2 separate regions of the Mus musculus genome follow, and region 2 is linked to region 1. A link is a contact called in public HiChIP or PLAC-seq data. All regions are on one chromosome and are shown on one strand. The core of a region is the stretch at or near the end of the contact, and the rest is flanking DNA. Distances in the headings are between cores, read along the strand shown.

Region 1 (4,292 bases), core at 1,141-3,640:
AAGATGATGCTGTCAGGCTTTCCTTAGTTAGCAGTTGATGCAGCGGGGCCCAGCCCGTTGTGGATGGTGTCATCCATGGGCTGGTGGTCCTAACTTATATGGAAAGCAGGGCCAGCAAGCCATGATGAGCAAGCCAGTGAGCAGCATCCCTCCATGGCCTCTGCATCAGCTCCTGCCTCCTCCTCTGAGCTCTGGTCCTGATTGTGTTCCTGCCCTCACTGCTTTTGATGGTGAGCTATCATATGAAAGGGTGGGTGAAATAAACCTTTCCTCCTAAGGTGCTTTGGGCCATGGCGCCTCATCACAGTAATAGCAATCACCCTAACTCCGACAGCCAGTATGCTCAGTTTTATGAGACAGAACCTTACTTCACGGTCCAGGGCAGCCTCAGACCTGTGATCTTGCTGTTTCCCGCCCTAGCACCGGGACTATGGGGCACACGCTGCTCAGTTCTAAAAGCACTAACATTATGGGTTCCCTACCAACAGTTTTCAGTAGTGCAAATTCTCCCTCTTGTCTTATGCGTTAATTCTCTCTTCTCACAAGGAGCTCCTGCACCCTGCGTCGGGGAGTGGAGGGTGTGTTTTTATGACACTGTTCCGAGTTCTGTTATATTTGTCAAGGCCTCCCTGCTTCCTTAGTTTCCAGCCTTAGAGTTGAGAGTACCTTCGAAGACTTTCTTACACACTGCACAGCCTTCTGTCCCCATTTTCTTAGCAGCAGTTCTAGCCCAGGCTGAGCGGGATGCTTTGTCCAATTTCTCTTAACAGACAAAGAAGGATTCTTTAATCCTCTCCCCCTTCCTGATTTTATTTTTTTACTGTTTTTATTATTATTAGTTTACTTTTACCTCCCAATTTTTACATAGGGATTAATTCTACATCCGTTTGGCAGATAAGCCCTATGCCCCAAGTCAACATCCTATCACTAGGCATCCCTTTGGACTTTAGTTCCTAATCAACTTTGCGAGTTTTCTTTGAAGTTCTTCTCTCCCTCTGGGGATTCCCCTTCCGAGCTTCTGGCCCAGCCTTTGATGAGAAGTGGTTCCTTTATTCTGTTCAGGACTTAGCTGTAGTAGTAGAGACTGGTTTGGGATGGATCCAGGTAGGCTCCTCACATCAGCTCAGCTGGGCGTACCCCCTAAAAGTCTTTGACTTGATCTCGTGACCTGTTGTTTTTATCCAGACTATATTGAATCTCTAGATTAACATCAGAGGTTATATTAGTCGCCTTCCTCCTTTCTTTGCCCAAAGGCCTCACAAGAAACAGCGTAAAGGAGAAAACATTTGATGCTGCGGCATGGTTCGAGGGACAGCTCCTGTCCGTGGCGGTGGGTGGAAGGCTGCTTGCTCACTTCTAGGTGGACCAGAAAGAGTAATGCTGGGCTGGCTCTCCTTTCTTGCCTTCTGTTGAGTTTCAGCATCCCTACTCATGAGGTGACGTCACCCCCATCCCCGGGGGCCTTTCCTTCTCACTTCAGATCCTATGGAGGCACCCTCCTCATAGCCAAGTTGACAAGTGAAATGAGTCATCACGGAGCAAACTTACATATTTAAGTTACTGAGTCCCACTGGCTGTGAATCTCATATATCTTCTCAACATAAATACTTTTTAAAAATAGCCTACTGGAATTATGCAGCTAGAAGATAGTGCTGACAGATAAGTTTAGTTCCAAGTTTTCTTATACCTTATCCTTACATGTTCCTGGCTTGTTAATTACCATGAGTCAGTGATCTAATCATAGCTTTAGCTTCGGTCAGTTGGTGTTTTAGCCCATTGGCTTAGTGAGTATAAAAACGATAGCCTTTTGTTCTGTAATTCAGTTTAATACTTTTATTTCTAACCTTAATTTATAGTTTAGAAGTTTAAAATGCATATTTACCAAAATTAATTACCACCTAAAAATGAACGTAATTAAAATTACATAAACAAATAGACATAGGAAAGACCAACAAGTCAATAAGCTAGACCAGTGGCTCCCAACCTGGGGGTCGCGATACATTTGGGGTCACATATCCTGTGTATCAGTTTACATTATGATTCATAACAGTAGCAAAACCACAGTTATGCAGTAGCAACAAAACCATTTTATGGTTGGAGGGTCCCTACAACATGAGAAGTTAGATCGAAGTGTCACAGCATCAGGAAGATTGAGAACCACTGAACTAGACTAAGCCATGTGCTTTTCATGCTGGACTCAGAGTTTCTAAAAATCGACATTTTCACAGAAAGACATGGTAGAACCCTGAGCTGTCCTGATCTGTTACCAGCCGAGCTTTAATGGATTCTATGTGAGCCGGGGGAACCTTGACTGCAAGTGTAAGAGGCAACTCATACACAGAGAAACGCTGCCAGGAAAGCTATGAAGGAGCATTAATGGAAACCGGCCAGAGCCCGTTCTCCTTTCTACACAGGACTATTTGTGAACTACAAATCTATTGAAGCTTTCCCAGCAGCTGTAAGGCAAGATGGAGACCACATGTGATTCTGTCTTACCACAAGACCGCCACACAATCAATAAATTATTATTGGCTTCAGAGCCTTGTGTATTTAATGCTACAGATTCTTTTCCTCCTTGGGTTCATCTATTAACGTGGACACTCAGAGATTAAAATGATTTTTAGAGGCTTCAGAACCCCTCTGTGGAATATGTTCAAACTCCTTCCTGAAGCCTTCTGGCTTAGTAAGTCTGCCGAATGGATAGGCATGCACGTTTGGTAAAGTCCCTTAGGTAATCTGACATACTCTTCTGGTTAGGATTCACTTCTCTAGGCTAACCCTCTAATTGTATGAACGAGACAGTTTTCCTGGAAGGAAGAAAAATGCCTCTAATTTAAGGCTACCTTGGCTAACATAGGTAGTTGGAAAATGTAAGCCTAAATGGTCTCGTTTCCCCAGTTCTTTCCAAACTCCTCTTTTACCACTATCAGGCTATAATTTTGTTTTTGACTTAATGGCTTGGGGTTTTAGGCAGACCTTTATTTTCAAAACAAACTTGTGTTTTTCTATAATGTGGATGAATGGACAATGCCCTACACTGTGCTTCGGGTTTAGATCCTGTAAGAGGCCCTTTCAGTTATAATGATCTGAGTTAGCTGCAAACAGCTTGCAGTTAGGAGGGTCTCTGGGTCCAGTGCTGGCCTGTTCAGTGTTTGTGGAAAAAAGGCGTAGACAAGCAGGAGAAGAATTTCTAAAGACCCACTAAGTTATGTTCACAGTTTCTGAAATAACAAACAGTATATATAATTTATGGCTTTGCATCATCTTCTGCCCTTGAATGTGTCTAATGACTTTTAAAATCAGATCTTTGCGACAGAGTCGATAAACCTTAAGGCATATGCAAATATAAAGGCTTACCTCTTCATGTGGCCTTTTAAAGTGGGCAACTGAAAAGCAAGAATATTTTTTCCTTACTTTAAGCGGTAGGAAGGGACAAGTACCATTTGTGGAGGAGAAAGGAACTTAGTTACCCAATGTGCCTTCCAGTGTCTACCTCAGTTGACTACTAACTAATCAGGGCACTTTACTTATTTATCTGACATCAAATCTATCTTTCCTAGCAGAATAATTGCTTATTATTTAAATAAAGTATTTTGGGCCTAAGTGACTTGCTATAAATTCTTCCTTTTATTAGAAGGTAAGGAGAAACTTGTTGCGTTTATATTTATTCACTTGTTTTTTACTGCGTAGAGCTGAGGATGAAACTCAGACCCTCCTCCACACTAGGCCAGCACCCTAACCACTGAGCTGCAGGCACAGCCTGGATGCCCTTCTCAAGGGGACCGTGTTTCCAATTTCACATTGTCCATTGTCAAAGAGGAAAATACACTATTTCCCCATGTTGTAGAAAACACACAAACAATGTTTCCTATTAAGCCCACATTATTAGGAATATTTGAGCTGTCCTATCTCAAGCGATAAGTAAGAATGACCTTGTTGGGGTAAGATGCTCTGTGTTCTTTTTTGTAAGAAAAACAGATAATGCTATGTTTTTGCCTCATAGAATTTAACATTATATGAAGCCATAACAGAAGAGACCGGTATGAGAAGAGAGAAGTAAATTTGGAATTTGTGCATCCAAACATAGCATGCTAGCTACTTTTCTCGTGGCTATGAGCAAATACCTGACTAGAAGCATTTCAGGAGGGGTAAGTTTGGCTCAGGATTTGAGTGGATACAGTCTATCATGGAGGGGGAGCATGGAGGCAGGAGCCTGAGGTAAGATCACACTGTATCCACAGTCAGGAGGCAGAGAACAGCCAGGAAATGGAGCCAACTGCAAGGCTCTCCTG
Region 2 (4,356 bases), core at 1,443-3,942, 110 kb after region 1:
TTCTACACAAGCTTATTCAGTTCTGTGATACTCGCCCCACCCCCATTTTATGTAAACTGATATTCAGGCCCCTCCTTCGAAGACCAGGTATAAGTAATGATCTGCCTCTGGGTGTGTTGTTTGGATGTCAAGTTCAGCACGTCCATCTTTACCCACAAGTCCATCTCTGGGTTATTTCTTTTCTTTCTCCTCAGTAGTTTTCCTATAATTCCTGTTCCTGCTTCCTCATTTAGTGTATTACTCTCTTTCTACCTCGTGACTGGCTTCCCCTGTCAGTCGCTGGCATTGGTCACACCAGGCTTGCTCCTGACTTATGGTTCTCCCATTCCATTGCACACCTCTGCCGGAGCTCACCGTCCCTTACCTGCCTGAGATGGTGGAGCAGGTCATTCCTTGTTCTTTTGCCCCTGTCAGGATTCCTAGAGGAAGTCACTGATAGCATCAGGCGAACTGCACACTTGATGCTCACCTCTCCACCCTACATTGTGTGATGACTGAAACTCCTCTCTTTGTTTTTCAGAATGACATATTCCTCAGGCACTATGACAAAGGGCCATGCAGGAATAAGCTCGGCCACTCGAGGGCATCGGTAATGTGGAACCGAACACAGGTAGGCTCCACCTTAAGGGAACGTGAGATTCATTGGACTTGGGATGGCTTTCCTTGCTTTCCCATGCCCTCCTGGGAGGTTCTGGGAGGAGGAGGAGGAGAGAGAGAACAATGGAGCTGTGGCCTGAAGTTAAGTCAAGAGCACAATTGTTGAGGGACAGAGGCACCAGAGAGCAGAACGTTAGGGTGACCAGCCAAAGAACATACCCCTGTTCTTTGCTCTTGCAAAACATGGGAGGAGTTTCCTACAAGCAGTTAGAGCATATTAAGCATCAAAGCAGAGTCTCCAATGCTGTGGGCTCCTGCAGGGCCTCAGATCCCTCAGTACATGCCATTGTGTGTTTATGTGGCAGGTTCAAAGAGAATCGTGGTTTGTTTTTTAATAGTGTTTTGTGTTTATCAAAGGCTACGCTTCCTTTGAAGAAACCAATGCTCACATCCTAACGATGATCATTATTAATGCCCCTGTGAGACTGTTGAGGAAGCCCCAATAGAGAACGAGCCAACAGCCACAGCTCAGAGTTTAGAGTTTATGGTTCAGCTTGTGTTAACATTTGGTTTGCTCTCACCCTCGATGTAGTCCTTTGTAGTTTGTGTCCAGCGATGTCATTGCTAAAATTGCCTGAGACAGTATCCTAGCCATTCACCTAACAGATTATCATAGCCTGGGTGACTGAAACAGCTGAGATGATTCATCCTTGTCCTGGCTGCTGGCAGTCTGAGGACCAGGTATCAGCGTGGGCAGGGTCTGCGAATGGGTCCTTGTGTTGGTTGCTTGTCTCAGGACTTAGAGAAGCAGGGGCATAATTTGGCTCATGGTTTGAAGGGATACAGTCTGTCCTGACCGCGAGGGCATGGCAGAGTTCATGGTGGTAGGAACTTGAGGTCGGGACTCCTCATGTCTCAGCAGAACAGGAGTCAGGGAGAGAGGATAGGATAGCATTGGTCTGCCTTTCTTCTTTTTAAAATTTTGTTATTCAGTCAGTCCAATGCCCAGCTTATGGAACATCATCACGAGTCTTCCCTCCCCAGTTAGCCCTGCCTGGAAATGTCCCCCTCCACGCAGAGGTGTGCCTCTTAGATGACTCTGAATCCAGAACAGTTGGCCGTGAAGGTTACACTCACAGCATTCTTCCCAGTTCATAGATGACAGCTTTCTCACCGTGTTCTCCCATGCTAGAAAGCTAAGAATGGAGGCAAGCTCTTGGGCTCCCAAGTGTCACCAGGGTCTCACAGTGTCACCCAGGGCTCCCCACTCCAAGTGCCATCGCACTGAGTATTAGGGTTTCGACAGGCATGGCAGGGTGGGCACAGCATCCAGACTGTAGAGGCTGTTGTTACACTTGGGGGAATGTATACATCTCAGATGACATACCTGCTGACATAGGGTTTTCTCTTCAATTTCCAGGTAGTGGGGATCCTTGTGGGATTAGGTGTCATTGCCTTGGTGACCTCACCCTTGCTGCTCCTGGCCTCTCCCTGTATAATCTGCTGTGTCTGCAAGTCCTGTCGCGGCAAGAAGAAAAAGCATGATCCATCCACAACCTAAAGTCACCTGCGCAGACATCCGGGTCACATGAGACAGCACATTGGTAAAAGCCCCACTTAGCAGCCTTGCCTCCTTCTCCTTGCCAAACTTTGGAAGTGCCTCTGCCCAGACTTTGAACCTACCTGAAAGCATTCGGTGTTGGAAAAGGCCACGCACCGGGGCATGAGTGTGCCTGTGTATCAAGAAGCAGCCCCACAGTCCGGACTGTGTCTGTGGAGCAGGTTGGGAACTTTGCTTTAGCCTGGGAGACTCTAAAACATCACCATCTTACCCTCCAAAGGATCCCACCAGGCTGCTCATCTTCCATCCAAACCAAGGAGCCTGGGTGAATACTCACTGTAGTCATGGCGGTATTGCCGCACTTGGCAGCATTGCAAACTGAGCAAACGTCTGTGTTGGTTCCACTGCCACAAGACACATGGCAGAGGCCCAGAGCCGGAGGGAAGGATGATACTGCATAATAACACGTTCTGTGAGCAGTGGAGCCGCTGCTTATCTCAGGAGCTGACACACTGACTGGCATGCCTATGCTGGCTACCGCGTGTGCACTTCTTAGCGTTTCCACAGTGACTTGGCAGAAACATAGCAGCTCTCTCCCCGTGTGATCTCATCTCCAGGCAGGAGAAACTGCCGTTCAGAGGGAGTTGTCCCTTCCCAGGAAGAGGTTGTAACTTGTAAGGCAACATGGCCTCATTCAGTGTCTGTTGTTTGGCAGATGTTATTCTTCTAAGGTGAACCAGTGTTCACCGCTCACAGTCAGCCAGCAGCTGTGGTCTCTAAAAAGCGTTTTCTACGGGATGAAAGGGGAAAGCTCCAAAGCTTTCCTTGTAGACAGCAGGGTCCTTTCTTGGGCTCTGTGGTCATATTCCCAACAGATCAGGAGTTGGACCAGACAGTGTGCATCAACAGTAGACACTGTAGTCCATTCACACATATAGAGCCCATGTGACTCCAGCTGGGCACATGTGTAGATATTTAATGGATAACACAAAATAAGATTATTTTAAAAGACCTTTTCCCTTTCTAGGACTAAAATGATATATTTATCAGCATAAGAGGGGTTTTTTTTTGGGGGGGGTTGGTTTTATTTACTTAGTACACATGTGAATTTTTGTTATAAAGTTCCTAACTTACTCAAGAGGGTAGACTCAAAAGTCTTTTACAACAACCCCTAGTGCGGTTTTATGCCTCTGTAAAGTGATATTCAGGTTATTTACATACTTTCAGACACAATGTAGAGCAGCTCTTCACTCAGCCTAATTTAGTCTTGGTCTCCCAGGAGCTGTCCAGACAATCTGAGTACTTTCTGTGCTCTCAAGAATTTCGTGTGACAACAAGCAATCGGATGGAAACAGTTCAGGTGTCTTCAGTTGCTGGGATTTGTGTCACCTCAGTGTGATACATCCTGCCTGTTATACAATTAATCAGCAAATAGGTTTTGAAAAGATGAGCATATTTTTCCTCTAGCAGTATACAGTTGCCATTAGCAAAGCAGCCCGGTGCTTCATAAGAACTGTGTGTGTTCCACGTTAACAGAGACCTCTCCTGGAAGCCGGGGAGAGTATTCAGGGCCTGTTCTGTTTCCCCCGGTAACTAGGTGACTAGATTGTTAAACTGCTGCTATTTTAGATCTGTTATCAAAGACCTGTTATCATCAGCCTTGCCTCTGCAGTGCAATGTATCCCTAAGTGGAGATGTCTATATGCAAGGGATCACATGTGCGGTGGAATGTATCCTAAGTGGGCATGTATGTATTCAGGGGATCACATGTGCGGTGGAATGTATCCTAAGTGGGCATGTATATATTCAGGGGATCACATGTGTACATTAGCATCTGATGTCTGTACAGAACATTCCCTGGCCACGTGCTTTTTTTAGTCACAGTTTGTATAAAACATAGAACTCTAGAAAACTTCTGAATGGCAACCAGCCCAAATCCTTTCAATCATTTATTAGAAAATCTTCCATATAAAGTGGCTCCGTCTTCTGGTGAATGTCTTCAGTTACAGCAGGAAAAACAAACCTCTCTTTTGAAAGGGTATTTCATATTAGTCTGAATATAAATGACATCTGAGTGGCGGACCTGCACACATAGTCACCTTCCTCCCTTGAGGCGAGGGGCATTTGTCACAGCTCAGGGGATTACAGGAGCTCAACTGAAATTGGATTTCTCTGCACGGATGTCAACAGTGACACCA

What was found. HiChIP or PLAC-seq counts read pairs in DNA pulled down with a chosen protein or histone mark.
Region 2: a contact with region 1 is called in an H3K27ac HiChIP or PLAC-seq map of oligodendrocyte precursor cells, with 5 times the contacts expected there. The contact joins two enhancer-like sites. A contact is called at or near these places in 4 of 39 promoter capture datasets (frontonasal cranial neural crest, liver, maxillary cranial neural crest and 1 more), 5 of 484 Hi-C or Micro-C datasets (bone marrow-derived macrophages, brown adipocytes, cerebral cortex and 2 more), 2 of 115 datasets of contacts at active chromatin or transcription factors (cardiomyocytes and oligodendrocyte precursor cells) and 1 of 9 other capture datasets (embryonic stem cells).

The regions. Positions count from the first base shown.
Region 1 is chr13:47,133,556-47,137,847 of GRCm38.p6, forward strand. It overlaps a transcript of Rnf144b not described here. Among named protein-coding and RNA genes, the nearest start is that of Gm40935, 3.6 kb to the left of the region's middle. Within about 2 kb of position 2,391, at least 11 of the 459 cell types and tissues checked have an H3K27ac peak or open chromatin away from gene starts, as enhancers often do. A contact at or near this core is called in oligodendrocyte precursor cells, where this site is marked.
Region 2 is chr13:47,242,344-47,246,699 of GRCm38.p6, forward strand. It overlaps Rnf144b (ring finger protein 144B), which reads left to right. Exons shown (of 8, transcript NM_001170643.1): 7 at 521-610; 8 at 2,018-4,356. The coding sequence ends at 2,158. Among named protein-coding and RNA genes, the nearest start is that of Gm52039, 7.0 kb to the left of the region's middle. Within about 2 kb of position 2,693, at least 61 of the 459 cell types and tissues checked have an H3K27ac peak or open chromatin away from gene starts, as enhancers often do. A contact at or near this core is called in oligodendrocyte precursor cells, where this site is marked.